Linked DNA regions of Mus musculus: region 1 is linked to region 2. Evidence: chromatin contacts called from public HiChIP or PLAC-seq data. All regions are on one chromosome and are shown on one strand. Each heading gives the region's core, a stretch centred on a gene start, on an enhancer-like site or on the middle of the called end of the contact. The rest is flanking DNA. Distances are from core to core; before and after follow the strand shown.

Evidence for each region. HiChIP or PLAC-seq counts read pairs in DNA pulled down with a chosen protein or histone mark.
Region 1: an HNF4G HiChIP or PLAC-seq map of pancreatic cancer cells shows a contact between it and region 2. The contact joins the promoter of Tefm here to the promoter of Rhbdl3 in region 2. A contact is called at or near these places in 1 of 39 promoter capture datasets (hippocampal neurons), 1 of 484 Hi-C or Micro-C datasets (embryonic stem cells), 3 of 115 datasets of contacts at active chromatin or transcription factors (effector CD8 T cells, embryonic stem cells and pancreatic cancer cells) and 3 of 9 other capture datasets (adipose tissue, liver and pancreatic islet).

Annotation. Positions count from the first base shown.
Region 1 is chr11:80,139,291-80,143,577 of GRCm38.p6, forward strand. It overlaps Tefm (transcription elongation factor, mitochondrial), which reads right to left and starts at 2,863. Exons shown (of 4, transcript NM_183275.2): 1 at 2,787-2,863; 2 at 576-1,033. The coding sequence starts at 2,829.
Region 2 is chr11:80,298,038-80,302,295 of GRCm38.p6, forward strand. Rhbdl3 (rhomboid like 3) reads left to right here and starts at 2,875. Exons shown (of 9, transcript NM_139228.3): 1 at 2,875-3,234. The coding sequence starts at 3,124.

The DNA.
Region 1 (4,287 bases), core at 1,613-4,112, 160 kb before region 2:
GCAGGAACCAAGTGGTGGTGGCCCAGTCCATCGATGCCAGCACTCGGAAGCCAAAGGCACGGTGACAATAAGGACTAAAGTGATTATAATAAAAACGAAGCCTTGTGTAGAGATACTTAGTCATTCCCGTTTCCTATACAGAAACTCTTCTTCCCGCTAGCCTAATCCCTCTCTTCCAAGTTGAGCAAACTTTCCCCAAGTCCTTCCTTACAAGGATTCCCTCTGGTCACCTGGCAATTATCAGTACCTTTTATTTTGTGCAACAATCACCCAGTAATATGAGTATATCTAGACTTCTAAAGGATCTTATTTTGGGTCGGTGAGATGAATCAGAGGGTTAGAGCACTTGCAACCAAGCCCACCAAAAACCCACACAGCACAAAGAAAGAACTGACTCTTGAAAGTTTTCTTGATTAGGAGAGAGAGAGAGACAGAAAAGAGAGCACGTGCGCGAGCGCGCACACACACACACACTTAGAAATAAAACAAAAACCTCGTCTCTCACCCACCACTGGGAACGGTGCTTTGCTTTCCAGAGTAAGTTCCCAAAGGGTGGTGGTCAGGGGAGACTGTACCTTAAGTCTCTCTTGCTCTACACCTGGCTTGATGAACTTTCTCAGCAGCCACTTCTCCTGTGACTTTTTCCTCCGTCTGTTCTCCGGACAGAGAATGGAGTTACAAACTTCAACAGCAGTTTTATATTGGATCAAGGGCACGTCTATCAAATTCTCCAACCTCTGAAACGGCCCAAACTTCTTTCTGTGTTCTACAATATTGACGGACTTCCTTCCTCGAAGCAACCTGAAAGCTTCCAGTTCTTTATCAGAAGCTGTATTCAGCACTTGTAAGATAGAAGCCTGCTGCTCCAGGGAGAAGAGCCTGTCCAATGGATTCCCGGGCTCCTTTCCATCTGTATCACAAGCAGCAACACTGGCAACACGTTTCTCAGGTGCAGTGGATTTCCTCACAGAGCAGGTGTTATTTAGGACTGGAGGCAGGGATGAGTACTCTGGGACTGGAAACCATCTCCTCCCTAAAAGGGAAACTTGACTTATAATGTTCTCCTTGACAGTTAATACCCAAGCTTGTGCAGTTATACAGACTTGCACACAGACCATATTATCACAGAGAATTGTCTTTAAGAGGAGTGTAGAGCTGGTTGTAGTTGTGCACACCTTTAATCCCAGCACTGGGGAGGCAGAAGCAGGAGGATCTCTGAGTTCAAGGGCAGCCTGGTCTACAGAGGAAGTTCGGGACAACCAGGACTGCACAGTGAAACTCTGTATTGAAAAACAAACAAAACATAAAGAGTAGTTTTACAATAATTACAGTTATCTATCTTTGAGGGTTTGTTTGGTTTTTGGTTGGTTGGTTGGTTGGTTTTGATCATTGGTAGGGTTGGGTTTGTTTGTGGGGTTTTTGTTGTTGTTTTCTTTTTTGAGACAGGATGTCACTGGATAGTCTTCATACTCAAATTCAGTATGAAGACCAGGATGGCCTTGACTTCATAGTAATTCAGCTGCACCAGGATAGCCAGTACTACACAGAGGCGCTGTCTCAAGGAAGAAGCTGTAGTTGCCTGGCACTGTAACTCCGTATGTACAACCTCAGCACCTGAGGGGCAGTCCATACAAGATTCAGATTCCAAGAGTTTTATGACAGTCTGGACTACCTGAGACCTCATCTCCAAAAATTTAATTAATTAAAATAAAGAAATTGTAGTCTTCTCGGGATAAGTAGAGTCCACCTTTAATACCAGCATTTGAGCCAGGCAGTGGTGGCACGTGCCTTTAATCCCAGCACTTGGGAGGCAAAGACAGGTCGATTTCTTAGTTCAAGGCCAGTCTGGTCTACAAAGTGAGTTCCAGGACAGCCAGGGCTACTCAGAGAAACCCTGATTCAAAAAAACCAAACAAACAAACAAAACCAGCATTTGGGAGGCAAAACCAGGCAGACCTCTGAGAGTTCATGGCCAGACTGGTCTAGTACAGTGTTCCAGGCAATGAGACTGTTTGCTAAAGTAAAAACAATCAAAAAAGTTAAGGGCCAGTTAGATAGGACCTAGTTTCTGGCAAGGCCTTGGTTTCTATACCTAGAACCACTTAATTTTAATTAAAATTATTTCAAATGTCTGCTACTTATGGCATTTATAATATTATGAGGATTTTTTGTATCGCCTCTTATGATTGATCTCCAGTTCCATTTTTTACTAGTTTATCATCTGATGGAACTAAAGGAAATTAAACTTTATACGTTTATAATAAATGTTTTAGCTGGTCAGGAGTGGTGTTCCTCACTTGCAATCCTAGCATTTAGGAGATGGAAGCAGGAAGATCAGGATTTAGCTACATAGTGAGTTGCAGGCCAGCTTGGGCAACATGGAGCTCTGACTGGGGCAAGCGGGGGCTGGTGATATTAACTAAGTGGTGGGGACGGTTTATTTTGTTCTGCATGGTTCTCAATATTGCTAACAAGGCTGTATTTTTGCAAGCAGTCTACATTGTGCAATGGATAACTTTATAAGACAGTGTAAAGTCATCCTCCCAGCGCGGCCACAGGAAGACGACACAGCCAGAGGCTAAGCGAGCTACTCCGGCCCGGGAAGGGGCGCACGCGCGTGGACCCCGGGCCATTAAAGCGGACGGGCTCCGGGGCTGGGGGACATGAACGCCCCTCAGCTCCGCTACAGCTCCACGCTGGACAACCGGACACAGGGCAGAAGAGAACCACTCCCGGTTACAGGCTAGTGACTGGAAAGCAATCCACCTCGTGCTCAGGAACCCTACCTCCGGCCTTGATGAGGCAAGCAAGGTTTGTCCTCCAAGCCATCGCCAGGCTCTTTCCCACGCCTGTGTTCCTCCTCAACTTCCGGTTTCGTGTGCTCCAACAAAAAGTGCTCGGCCGGGGCTGGGCAGAAGGGTTCCGGCGAAAGCGACAGTCTCAGGGAAATGCCAACGGAGTTCCTAGTAATTGATGGCTGATGGTCTCTGGAGAAAGTGTGGCCGTTCGGGATCGCCGAGATGCATAGGAGTAGACTAGGTTTAATCCTGTTTTGGGGCGAGTCTCCTCTGGGTTCCCAGACACACAGCAGACAGTGGGGAGCCTATATGCACACATGTAACCCTGTCCGGAGTTGAGAGGAGGAGTATCTGGGAGAGATGCACGGGATAAGGCCAATGTATGAGGTCGCTTTGACGCTGGGCACTTTTGACTGTTTGAAAAGGATGGGGGGAGGTGAGTCTGGAGCCACATTTGATCCTTGGAATGCGAAGTGGAACAGTTGAAAAAGTCGGGCAGGTTGCTTGTTTTTTAGTTGCAAAGTCAGATTAGAGGGGCTTTCTAGAAAAAAAGAAAATTGGTCATTTGCAGCCAATGTGAGGCTGGACTGTAGAAGAACCTGAGGACAAGAAAGAGGAATCGGAAAGTTATTGTGATATGTTTTATAAAACAATTGTTGTGTTTTATGGAGCGCGGTATGGTGTGGTGAGGTGCCCATCCTGAGGCATCCCCTCCTCTCCGAGGTACCCAGCTCCAGTATGGCATAGAGTTTATTGGGGGGGGGGGGAGTTAAGAAGGGAGTAGAGGCAGGGAAAGGGGGGAGAGAGAGAGAGAGAGAGAGAGAGAGAGAGAGAACACGAACGAACTGGTGGCCCAGTACACGTTGAAGAGGACGGGGAGGGAGAAGAGGAGAGAGGGGAAAAGGGGTCAGAGAGAAAAGAGTCAGAGAGGGCAAGCAGTTCCTTTTAGAGCAAAGCCAGGCCTACCTGGCTGTTGCCAGGTAACTTGGGCGGGGCGTAGGAGGAATGACAACAGATTTTCTTGCCAAGGCAGAGTGAACTGTGGGGAATGAAACCTGGGCTAAGGAAGAAGAGTGGAAAAGGGTCTAGTAATGGGTTTGTGGTTATATTAGACGTCGTAGCTAACCTATAATGCCCACACTTAGGAGCATGAGGAGAATTGTGAGTTTGAGTCCAGTCTAGGCTATGTAATGAGTTTGAGGCCACCCTAGACTACAAAAATGACTCTGTCTCAAAAGGCATCAACAACAAAAGCTATTCACAGGCTCAGCCGTTCAGAGTACTTGTTGCTCTTGTGGAGGATCCGGCTTTGGTTCACAACATCCACATGGTGGCTGACAACCATCTATAATTCTGGTTCCGGGGATGTCCAATAACCTCTTCTGACCTCCACAGGCACCAGGCACAGACTTGGCACACAGACATACATGTAGGCAAAACACTCATATACACAAATTAATAAGTCTAAAATAAAAGTTATTCTTAAGAG
Region 2 (4,258 bases), core at 1,625-4,124:
ACCTTTTTTATTTAGATATGAATGAGATGAAGTCTTTTTTTTAAGATTTTTTCAAAATTTATTTAATGTGAGTGCTCTGCTGCTTATACATCCGCCTGCTTGAAGGGGGCATCAGATCTCCCTATAGATGGTTGCTGGGAACTGAACTCAGGCCCTCTGGAAGAACAGCCAGTGAGTCAGGCTCTTAACTGCTGAGCCATCTCACCAACCCAGAGATGAAGTCTTACATCCAGGCCTGGTGGGCAAATCTATTATCCCAACTCCTTGGGAGAATGAGATAGGAAGACTCACAAGTTCAAGGCCAACCTTAGCAACTTAATTTGACATACTCTCAAAATAAAAGTGAAGAGAGGGGGGCTGGTGAGATGGCTCAGTGAGTAAGAGCACCCCACCCGACTGCTCTTCTCTTCCGAAGGTCCAGAGTTCAAATCCCAGCAACCACATGGTGGCTCACAACCATCTGTAACAAGACGCCCTCTTCTGGTGTGTCTGAAGACAGCTACAGTGTACTTACATATAATAAATAAATAAATCTTTAAAAAAAAAGTGAAGAGAGAAAAGGAAGAGGAAAGAGAGGGAATATGGGGGTTGTATTGCCCTGGCCTCTAATACAGGACATCATAAGGATTCAAATAATCCCCCTGTTTCAGCCTCCCAAGTGGCTGGGTCTAAAGGCTCCTGCTGCTGCATCAGTCTAGGAGGGATCTTTTCAAGTGTTACTGTCTTCTGTAACAGTATCAGTGTTCTTCTGTGTCTCCTGCTGCCCTTAGGATGGAATCCAAACTCCATTCTCAGGAAACTAGCAGCCCTCTCTCTCACGCCTCCCCTCAGGCTGGACTCTTCTATTGATGCTGGTGTAGTTTGATTTCCAACCATGCCAAATCCCTTGCAGTTCCCCTTCCACTCTGCACGCTGTCCCCTCTGCCTGAATTGCTGTGTCTCCTGCTACAGGGCTATGGAAGTGCTTCCTTTGGGAAGACCTCCTGGATCCACCAGGGCCCCTCCTCTTCCTTTCAGGCTGTAGGACTCCTGAGTTTCTGTGGAACCCAAGATTTGTTGAACATGGCTGTGTGCCCCACCCCACCTCCACACACACACCAAGATAAACCACTTATAGAGGACAGGGCTTGTCTTTCGCTCATCCATGTACCCTCAGAGATCTCCCCTAGTGTTTAATAAGAGCTCAACAAATGTTCAGCAATGGGAAGGTAACTTCCCCATGAGGGGGTGACTGAGTTGGATCTGTTGCTAAGAGCTGTCCCTGGGCTAGAGAAGAGAAAGCTTGTGAGGACTAGCTGGGGGGGAGGGGGGTGTGTCAGTGGATGCTGGACATCTCTGCAGAGTGGCCTTCTCTTCCACGCACCTGTCTCTTTCCAATCCCCCTGTAACCAGGCTTTCAGAACCAGCTCTTTCCCAAAGGTCTGAATGTAACAGAGCCAGCACTGCTCATGTTATGTCCAGCCAACGGTAGCAGGGGAGGTAGAGACAGGGTCCCTGGCCCTCAGGGCCCCAGCAGTTGCTTATCCTAATAGGCTTTTTTATCAGAAAGAATTCAGCCTCTCTTCTGTCCCCTGAAGGCAGTTTTCAAAAAAATCACACCCCCATGCAGACAGTTTTATTTACAAGGAAATCTTGGCAGGATCTTGACTTGTTAGTAGAGTAGAGATGGGGGAGGGGTGGCAAGAAACAAAAATAGTTGGAATGATCACACTTTCTGAAACCGAGATGAAAATTGGTGTCTGTTGCAAACTCACCTAATTAGGATGGAACTGATTTCCTTCTGGGTTTAAGAGGAGTAGTCAGTGCTGGGCGAGATGGTCACAGGTTGGATCCTGGGTTTGCACGATGTGGTTACATTTGCGTTATGAAAATGAAGGTGTTAATTGCAACTTCTGATAATAATAATAATCCTTTGGACGTCGAGAGGGGTAATGATGATGCGGAGAGGTTGAAGGGCTTTGGTTCTGTATGTAGGCTGCCGGAGGAGCGGGGGTGGGGGTGTGTGTGGGTGTGGGGAGTGTGGGAGGGGGAGGGGCGGCTGAACCAGGACTGAGCCCCTGAGCCTCCCTTGAGGAGCATCTACCCCAGCCCGGGCACTGGCACAAATTATAGTTAGGTGGGAAGATCGCTTTTCCCACAGGTACTCTGTCTCCCATTTTTCTTCTTTAAACATCCTTTAGTACTTTGCTAACTTCATTCCTGGTTTTTAGTTTTAGTTTTTTGTTTTTGTTCCCCACCACCCCCACCCCCACCCCCGGCCAGCTCTCCCCCCACCCCGCAATCCCTCCCCGGCACTCCACCCCTCCGCTCCTGTCTGGCAGGGCACTACTTTCCTGGATTTAACATGGTCGAGAAACCTGAAGATAGCATACAGCTCTAGATGGAGAGGTAGGGCAAAGGTTAGGATTTAGGGTCCCAAACCACCTGACCTTTCTCTCATCTCTAGGCTTTCCCAGACCTCCCAGAATCCAAGACCACAGCGAACAGAGAGAGGTCTTAAGGGTGGCTGGTGGAATCCAATTTTCACATCTCACTCTCAATTCAGTCCTATTTAACCCTGACATGGCCAACTTCGTGAGAACCTCGCTTCTGCCTCCGTCACACAATCTGCTGCTTCCAAGTGATGGTTAACCCGGTGCTGAGCTGAGCAGGCTGAGGGCAACGCAGTCCCCATCTCCGGGCGGGAGGAGCGGCGGCTTGTCGCTCGCCTCCCGGCAGCCAGCCCTCCCTCTTTCCCTCCCTCCCTCCCCGCGGGCGGCCTGGGGGGGCGGGGGCCCCGCGAGCAGCCCCGCCCCCGCCGCGCGCCACCCCGGAGGAGTCCGTGGGGAGGAGGAGGCTCGCGCGCAGAGCGGGGGCCGCGCGGAGCGGGAAGGAGCGCGGGGAGCGGTAGGGCCCGGCTGGCCCAAGGGCGCCCTGCCTCGGGCCCGCGACAGAGGCCAAGAAGTTTGGCGGCTAGGGGCCCAGCGCCCCGGGTCGCGGGGGCCGCAGTGAGGGCGGTGGGGAGAGCAGAACCATGGGAGCGAGCGCGGAGGCGGCGAGGGGCGCAGCTAGCTCCTGGAGCAGCACGGCCGCGGCGGCGCAAAGTTAGCCCGGCGCCCCGGGACGAGCGCCGCAGTCTGGGCCATGGGCGAGCACCCCAGCCCCGGCCCCGCAGTGGCCGCCTGCGCGGAGGCTGAGCGCATCGAGGAGCTGGAGCCCGAGGCCGAGGAGCGACTGCCCGCCGCGCCAGAAGACGTGAGTGCCCCCTCCTGTGTCCCTCAAACTTTCTGGGGGGCGCCACGCGGGGAGACGCCACTGCCTCAGCTCCCTACCCCGCAGACAACTTAGAGGCTTCAAGGTTATGTCACCGGAGCGTCCGGGATGAGTCGGGGGTCCCCGAGGGTAGGAGAGATAGGTCTCCCCCAAATGCAAGCGCGCGCTCCCCACCCCGCTCGGGTTCCCGCGGCTTCACTGCGGGACACAGCCCGGGCCACTGCGCCGGGAACCTGTCGGCTGCCGAGCCCCCTCCCCGCGGCTGGTGCAGTGCCCGGGACACGGCGTTTTCCTGCAGAGGCGGCCGCGTCACTGTAGTGACTTCCCCTCCCCTCCCCTCAGCGACCTGCGGACTCTGCAAGCCCGGGGAAGGAACCGGCGCCGCAGATGCCCAGTCTCTGATCAGCGCAGACCGCTCTGGAGACCCCTTCTCGGCTGCCAGATTAGCTCCCGCCGGCGTCAGTCCGGTCGCGACACTGATTGAAATTCAAACTGATCTCAGTCCCTGAACCCAGCCAGAGCTAGCTGGGTCGAAATGCTCCCAGCAGGGGGCTCAGGAGTCCCTGACCACCTCGGTGCCAGGAACGGTCCCCTGGGGCAGGGTAGGGAGGGGTTACTCCAGAGGGCTTTCCTGCCATCTGCCGCTTAGATCTCTTGTCTGCTGTCCTGGGAGGCGAGGCAGGATCTGGAAAGCCCCGGGTGCTTGAGTTGATGAAACTACTCCCTCTCGGCACCCTGCCTCGGACCTGTCCCTCCTTCAGAGTAAAATTAAACCAGAAACCCCAGCCTACGAAACCACAGCCAGCAAATCTGAATGGGCCGGGAGTCTAACATCTCTCGGGTTTGCGTAACTAAACCTGTCACTTTGTCCTGGCCCTAACTCCTGAGAGAGTCTTCTGTATTCAGTACTTGCACTCAGTCTTGGAAGCATATTGGGGAACACACACACACACACACACACACACACACACACACAGAGTGCTCAAGCAGGGGCGAGTCTCCTGAG